Linked DNA regions of Sus scrofa: region 1 is linked to region 2. A link is a contact called in public promoter capture Hi-C data. All regions are on one chromosome and are shown on one strand. The core of a region is the stretch at or near the end of the contact, and the rest is flanking DNA. Distances in the headings are between cores, read along the strand shown. Region 1 overlaps TSC22D1 (TSC22 domain family protein 1). Region 2 holds the start of NUFIP1 (nuclear fragile X mental retardation-interacting protein 1).

Region 1 (3,616 bases), core at 808-3,307, 330 kb after region 2:
ATGCAGGCTTTCTGTATAGCATCCCTGTTTTAAATCTTGCTGATTGATCGATCACGGCTATAAAAAGACGGATTAAAATTGGGTTTAAATGAGTGCCCCATTTGTAGTTGAAAGACTGTCCATGGGAAATTATGTTTCTGTATGTTGCTTGTTATTTAATGAATTGAATATGAATGTCCAAAAGTGCATGGCACAGTATTGAGTGTATCTGTGATTTAGAGGAAAACCTAGGTTGAATAATATAGTAATTTTCTTAGAATTTCATTCGTTAATGGAAAGGACATTGCAAAGATGGATTCCTATAATGCTGTTCGCTTTACTGCTTGTTCCACTTGTTAATGGTCCTGAGACCATTAACCTTAACTTTTCTGAGCCTCGGTTTTCTCGTTTGTAAATGAGAATGACAATAATAGTACCTACCTCTTGGGATTATTATAAAGCAGAGATAAAATATTCCTTCTAAAGCACTTAGCATAGCTTCTGGCACATAATAATAAACTCAATAAATGTTAGTTTATCATTGTCATTAATATTTCTATCTCTTTGTGTATTCAAAGTGAATGTTCCAATAAATATATTTTTATCTTAGTAACTAGTACCTGTTAAGTAACATTTGTAGCTTAAGTATATAATGCTCACAATGTTTACTGTTTATTTCTGAGATCATTTAGAATAGAGGAGGAATGATATGGTAGAAAGTACAAGGCCTTTTGGGTCTCCCGTCCTGGACCTGTCAGTCACTAGCAGTGTAATTTGCCGTGAACGATTTAACCTCTCTAAAGCTCAGGTTCTTCATCTGATAAATGGGGTGTTTTGAGGATTAGTGATATAACTTATGAATAGAGCCATTGTTCATGGCATTTTGTGACTAACAGAACATAAAAATTAATTCTCCCTTCCAGTAACAACATTGGACGAGTTTACTCACATGCACATATTTCTGTAGTTTTGCTTTGTGTTACTCATACTCAAGTAAGATATTAAGCATCTTTATGTTTGAAAGCCCTGGAGTTTGAGAGGATATAAAGAAATTGTGACATCTTCAAGCAGTATAATTGAGAGATAGGATCTAAATGTATAAAGGTTTTATTCATTTTTTATTTTTTTATTTTTTGTGTTTTAGGGCCTCCACTTGCTGCATCTATATGGAGCTTCCCAGGCTAGGGGTCGAATCAGAGTTACAGCTGCCAGCCTACGCCACAGCCACAGCAACGTAGGATCTGAGCCACATCTGCAACCCACACCACAACTCGCGGCAACGCCTGATCCTTAATCCACTGAGCAAGGCCAGGGATCGAACCTGCAACCTCATGGTTCCTAGTCAGATTCTTTTCTGCTGTGCCATGACGGGAACTCCTGTATAAAGGGTTTTTTGTTTGTTTGTTTGTTTGTTTTTAATTTGAATGATGGAGTAATGTTTGTGTATTATTGTTAAGTAAATTATATAGAAAATGGTTTTTAGGATTTCAGAGAGAAATACCTTTTACACCAGACCCAGCTTATCTCCCCTGCCCAACACTCTTGTTATCATTTTAAAAATTATTTTGATACTTGTGGCCCTTTGGGTATTCTAGGAGGACATAAAAGATAACATTCACTCATGGATTGATGGAAATATTTACTGATTACATGTTATCTATCAGCCTTCCTGGGGCAAGGGTTGTGTGTGGTGGTAACTGATTAACACTGAATATTGTTCTGAGCACTGTACACACTCTGTACATACAAGAACAAATAGCAACAATACCAACTGAAACCAGTGTTTTTACCACACGCTCATTTAACTCTCTGTGTATAATTATAAAGAGCTAATTCCCTCTGAGGCCCTCTGGGTCTTTGCCTCATCAGGATATATCACCTCTTGGTGTCTCTAATCTTTTCCTCTTTACGGGCACCTTGGGTGGACAACAGGTCCCGGCCCCACCCCAGACCCTCCTTCCTCACCCCCATTCATCCCTGGGGCTGTGGGGTGACTCTTCCTTAGCCCCCCTGCAACCCAAGCTTTTGGAAGTCTTCTCGACCACTGACTTCCTAACTGTCCAGTCTCAAGTCCCAGGAACACTTATCCGTCTTCTCTCCTTTGATCACGGGTCTTTGGCAGCCTTGCTGACTTTCTCCTCCCTCAGCTTCGGGGCATCAAGCTTGCCTAGTTCTCTGTCTGTCTTGACCTTCCCCGTTTAGTCTCCTTTATCGTTTTATTTTTGTTTTTTTTCTTCTTCCCAGCCCTCTTGTCTGTTAGTGTTTCCTTAGTTTCTGTCTGCTTTTTACTCTGCAGGTTTTTTTTTTTTTTTTTTTTTTTTTTTTGCACTGCAGGGACCCCGCCATCAATGATGATTGGCTGCTTCCTCTTGAGTTTTATCTGCGGGATCCTAGGTCAACCCTTGGGAGTGGGGGGTGGGGGTAGAAGGGAGGGGGCATGAGCTTTAGCCCCTCATAACTTCCATCACCTCTCAATACACTAAAGCTCCCCTGAGCAAACATGCAATCTCTATAAAATGAACAACCCCCAAACACAAAGACATGTAGAAGCAGTAGGTTTGGTATGGAAACTCAACTTGAAAACATGTCTCTAACCTTTTTTGTCCCTGCACTTCTGCTCTGTAGAAGTTCTGGAGCTGTCCTTGAGTGACCTCAAGGTCCCTGTGCATACACTCCTTGCATGTCCCATCAAGCTGGGCTTCTCACTTATCACCCCTTTCAAACAGTCTGCTGCTCCTGTCTTCTGCCAGTTAACACTACCAAGATATACCCTGTCTCCGAGCCAAACCCCCAATCATCCTAAACGCTACTGCTTCTCTCTTATCTTATGGAACCAGCCAGTCCTGGGATAACTCCTGCCTTAGCATCTTTCATCTGTGCTGGAATTTACTCCACTGTATTATAGTTATTTGATCAATGTCTGTTTCTCTCGCTACAGTCTTTATGTCCCAAGTACCTGCCATAATTTTTATATAGCAGCAAATGCTCAGCTGATATTTTTATATGTTAGAATAAATTTCTCAACCATCCTTAGATCCCAAGAAATCAATAGCATCACCCTACTGTCCTAAAAAACACCAGAACACAATAAAATAATAATTACTGGATGCTAAGTTACTGTTGTATTGAAGTGAAGTACTTTAAGATTGTTTACTTTTATGGCGTCTCAATTAAAAAGAGGTTTTGTTGTTGTTATTGTTGTGGTTGCACCCACCAGGCGTTCTAGGCTAGGCATCAAACCCCGACTGCTGTAGTGACTGGACCCACTGCAGTGACAATGCCAGATCCTTAACCCTCTGTTCAACAAGAGAATTCCAAAAGAGAGTTTTTAATATGCCATTGATTTAAAGAAATCCTTTTCCAATCCAAGTTCTTTAAGATTTTTTTCTATATTGTCTTATACATGTCTCTGATTTCTAGTGTGATGTAAAAAAATGATTTTTTTTTACAGATGAATTGTAAAATGTCTCAAGTCTGAAAAGAAATGTGCCATTGATACCTTTTGGATCGTGTACACTTCTAATCCCTTCAATTTTAAAAAATGAAATCCACATACCCTATGAGTCTTATGTTACTTATCCAGGTTTTCTTATTTAATGATATTTCTCAGAAGTATTTTTGTTCTTGGAGACTGTCA
Region 2 (4,004 bases), core at 113-2,612:
GTGTAGGAACCTGACTAAAACATTGGGTTAACCTCACTTTCCTTCAACCTTAGTTGAATGGAACCTTCCTTGCTAAAATAAAGGCTTGACTTTTTAATGGCTATAGCAGAAATGAGACCTGGAAAGAAACCTCTAAGTGGAAACATGGTTTCTAGATAGTCAAAGAATGCAAATAGATTCAGGAATGGGAAGGTTATTCTTTCAGCTTTACTTTTTTCCAACTTTAGCTAGTCCCAGCCTACCAATTAGAACATGAAAGGACAGATACTCATCATGGAGGAGTCAGAAGCATTTATTTGACAAATATGGGGGTGCCTATTAGTCCTTAAGGCTAGAAAACCGAGTACAATGGTGGAAACAGATATGTCGGCAAGTTATGAAAAAACAGTATGTTAAAATGTGATGTAATTAAGCAGGAGTAAACCCCCTGGGTAAAGAGGGGGTGACAATGCGAGAAGAGTTTGGAAACATTTCACTGAGGTGATACTGAAGTTAGACCTTGAAGGATGGGGTAGGAGTTTGTCAGGTATGTCAAGAAGTGCAGGGCAAGGCTCCAGGGAGCCAAGAGAATTGAAGAACTGCGCAGAAACTCGCGTTGGTTTGAGCTTTGGGCTCTGTGTGTTAGATGCAATGACAGGATGAAAGGCTAGGAAAGCAGGTCCGGGGTTAGAGAGCAAAGCATCTTCTGCAAGAGCCAAAGGCATTAGTTGTACGTCAGGAGGCAAGATGAGAGGCCAGAAGCATGGGCTTCATTCTAATCCGGGCACCACTACTTGCTAGTTGCGAGGTCTGGGCAACAGCCTGGGCCTCAGTGTCCTCAATTGCATCGTGTAATAATAATCTTTACCTTATACAGTAACCAAGAGGACTATATGACTTAATATGTATCGGCCCTTCAGTACAGTGTCCAGCCCTTTAAGCGCTAAATTGGGATACACCATCACCATGATGATAACCGGACCAAAGCTCGTTTCTGCGGCCCCACGGCCGCCTCGCCACCGCCACAGCCTGGGAAGGAAAGTTAGCTCGGGTCGGGCCTCGCCCACTCGCCACTCCTCCCTCAGGCTCCCAGGCCTCGGACTTGTACTCCCAGAGCCGGGGTCGGGCCTGGCGGGCAGGGGACACGCCGCCGCTTACCCGGGCTGAGGTCCCGCTCCTCGTCCTCCGCTGAACCGCTGGCCTTGAAGCCGGGCGGTAGCGCCGGCCCAATCAGATCTCTCGCCATCCGCGGTGGCGGCCCTGGTCCCTCACACTAAGCGTGTCTATGTCAAGTCAATCTCAAACCCGGAGCCTGCGATTCGCCGTAAAGGAGAGAAGCTTTTTCCGGCGCCGACCAATGACGCTTCAGCCTGTGATTGGCTGAGCCTTATCTAACGGAAGTGGTGCCTAAGGCTTTACTCCACGCTGGGTTCCCTACCTGGCGGGTGGCATGGCTGAACCGGCAAGTGGTTTTGTGACTCCCACCGGGTGGTTTCCAGCTCCAGAGCTGACTCCCACGTTGGGGCCTCTGAGCGACCAAGCCTCGGCCTCGGAAAACTGGATGTACTGGGCGATGCTGCCGCCTCCCCCACCCCCTTCCTCGCTTCCCGCAGCAGAATCCAAGCCTTCCTCGGAGGCGCAGCCCCCGGCGGAGGCCCAGGCTCTTCCTGAGGCGCCTCCCCCTTTCGACGCTCAGATTCTTCCTGGGGCGCAGCCCCCCTTCCACGCCCAGTCCGCCCTTGAGTCTCAGCCTCAATTCGATGGCCAGCCCTACTGGAATTACCAGGCTTCGACTTCATGGTACTGGACGCAGTCTCCTGGTATTTTTCCTCAGTATCAGAACTCCCACAACACTCCAGGTACGTTTCTCCTCTCCGTACCCCTTACCTTTATCCTCCCTGTCTTCTCTCTCCTATCTGACCCTCGTTCCTCTGTCACCTTTTGGTACTGCCTTGCACTCTTGGAGTCTGGTCATTAATGTCTCACGATTTGTTCCACAGTTATCTTTTCCCCGCCTGTTCCTTCAGTTTAGCAACTATTTATCGAGTTCCAACTATGAACCAGGAAGCGCTACTATAGCAGTGAACAAAACATACCAAAATCCTTTAAGGAGTTTAACATCTGTTGTAGGAAGACAGACAATAAACAAAACAAACAGTGTGTGTTAGAAAGTGGTGAGTGCTGGAGTTCCCGTCGTGGCGCAGTGGTTAACGAATCCGACTAGGAACCATGAGGTTGCGGGTTCGGTCCCTGCCCTTGCTCAGTGGGTTAACGATCCGGCGTTGCCGTGAGCTGTGGTGTAGGTTGCAGACGCGGCTCGGATCCTGCGTTGCTGTGGTTCTGGCGTAGGCCGGTGGCTACAGCTCCGATTCGACCCCTAGCCTGGGAATCTCCATATGCCGCGGGAGCGGCCCAAGAAATAGCAACAACAACAACAACAAAAAGACAAAAAGACAAAAGACAAAAAAAAAAAAAAAAAAAAAAGTGGTGAGTGCTATGGAGAAAGCAAAAAAGAGCGACAGGCAGTGCAGTTTTAAATGTCAGTGTCAGTCGGTGTCAGGGAGGTGAGGGATTGGAGGAATGCATATGTCTGGCGGATAGGGGTGCAGGCAGAGGGACCCGCAAGTGCAAAGGCCTTCAGGCAGGAGCTTATCAGTCAGAATGGTAGCCATTGTGGCTAGAGAGGACTGAGCCTGGGGTAGAGCTGTGTGGGGGAAGAGAGCCTTGTAGATCATGGTACTTTGACTTTTACTGTTGTGATATACTGAGTGCAGGGGAATGGCGTGATTTGAGTTATGTTTTAAAAGGATTTATATGGCTACCTGTTGGAATCGACTGAAAAGAAGTTGAGTTAGAGTTACTGCAGTTAACCAAGTGAGAGACATTGGCGACTTGGACCACGGCAGAGCTCCAGAGATGATGAGAAGTAGTGTGTGTGTGTGTGTGTGTGTGTGTATTTTTTTTTTTTTTCTTTGACTATGCTGGTGGCATATGGAAGTTCTAGGCCAGGGATTATACCCCTGCTACAGTAGTGACAATGCCTGATCCTTAACCTGCTGAGCCACCGGGGAATCCCTAGCTGCATTTTGAAGGTAGCAAGGGCCAACTTGATTTGCCGAAGCAATGGATGTGGGATGTGACTGATTTAAAGAGGAGACAAGAATAACTTAAAGGTTTTTGCCAAACAAGTGGAAGGATGTGGATGGAGTAGATTTGAAAAGGAAACAGGGCTTGACTTTGGAATATGATTTGTGTCAAGAAGAGATACTGAACTGACTGTTAGCTATTAGTTTGTACTTTCAGGGGAGGGTCAAGTCTAGAGCTGTAAATTGGGGTGACATCAACATGTAGATCATACTTAAAGCCATGAGATTGTTCACATAGATCCATTCACTTCACATTAAATTGAATCCAAATCAGTGTTTACTGTGTGCCAAATGCTGGAGATATGAATGTGCCTAAGACTCCCAAGTGAAGTGAGATGGGTTAATAAATGTAAATCACAACTCAGTGTGGCTGGTGATAGAAGCAAATAAAAGGAGATTTCAGAGTATGGAGGAAGTTGGGGAAAACTTTTGGAAGATGTGTAATGGGAGATGTTTAATATTCAGGAGGGAAGAGTAGGGTAAGCAAGTAAAGTGGAGTCTCATCGAGGGACTCTGAAGCCGTTTGCTCCCAGGATTTTTTTTTGTTTGTTTTTTCAGGGCTGCACCTGCGGCACATGGAGGTTCCCAGGCTAAGAATCGAATGTAGCTGCAGCTGCCAGTCTACACCACAGCCACAACAATGCAGGATCCGAGCTGCATCTGCACCCTATCCCACAGCTCACAGCAACGCCAGCTCCTTAACACACTGAGCAAGGCCAGGGATGGAACCTGCATCCTCATGGATGCTAGTTAGATTTGTTAACCACAGAGCCGCGACAGGAACGCCTTGCTTCCGGAATTTTGAGCAAGGTTGTGATGATTTGAGGATTATTTTTGTGGTGTCAGTGTGTAGAGCCCGTTGGAAGGGAAAGTTAAGAC

What was found. Promoter capture Hi-C pulls out the DNA fragments that hold promoters and counts their contacts.
Region 1: a contact with region 2 is called in a promoter capture Hi-C map of fetal liver, with 4 times the contacts expected there. The contact joins the enhancer-like site here to the promoter of NUFIP1 in region 2. A contact is called at or near these places in 4 of 5 promoter capture datasets (fetal liver, fetal skeletal muscle, liver and 1 more), 3 of 47 Hi-C or Micro-C datasets (liver, mesenchymal stem cells and subcutaneous adipose tissue) and 2 of 2 datasets of contacts at active chromatin or transcription factors (alveolar macrophages and skeletal muscle).

Annotation. Positions count from the first base shown.
Region 1 is chr11:22,590,429-22,594,044 of Sscrofa11.1, forward strand. All of the region lies in intron 1 of TSC22D1 (TSC22 domain family protein 1), which reads left to right. Among named protein-coding and RNA genes, the nearest start is that of TSC22D1, 73 kb to the left of the region's middle. Within about 2 kb of position 2,058, at least 5 of the 83 cell types and tissues checked have an H3K27ac peak or open chromatin away from gene starts, as enhancers often do. A contact at or near this core is called in fetal liver, where this site is marked.
Region 2 is chr11:22,266,085-22,270,088 of Sscrofa11.1, forward strand. NUFIP1 (nuclear fragile X mental retardation-interacting protein 1) reads left to right here and starts at 1,363. Exons shown (of 10, transcript XM_001927425.5): 1 at 1,363-1,838. The coding sequence starts at 1,430. It overlaps GPALPP1 (GPALPP motifs-containing protein 1), which reads right to left and starts at 1,314. Exons shown (of 9, transcript XM_021065611.1): 1 at 1,138-1,314. The coding sequence starts at 1,225.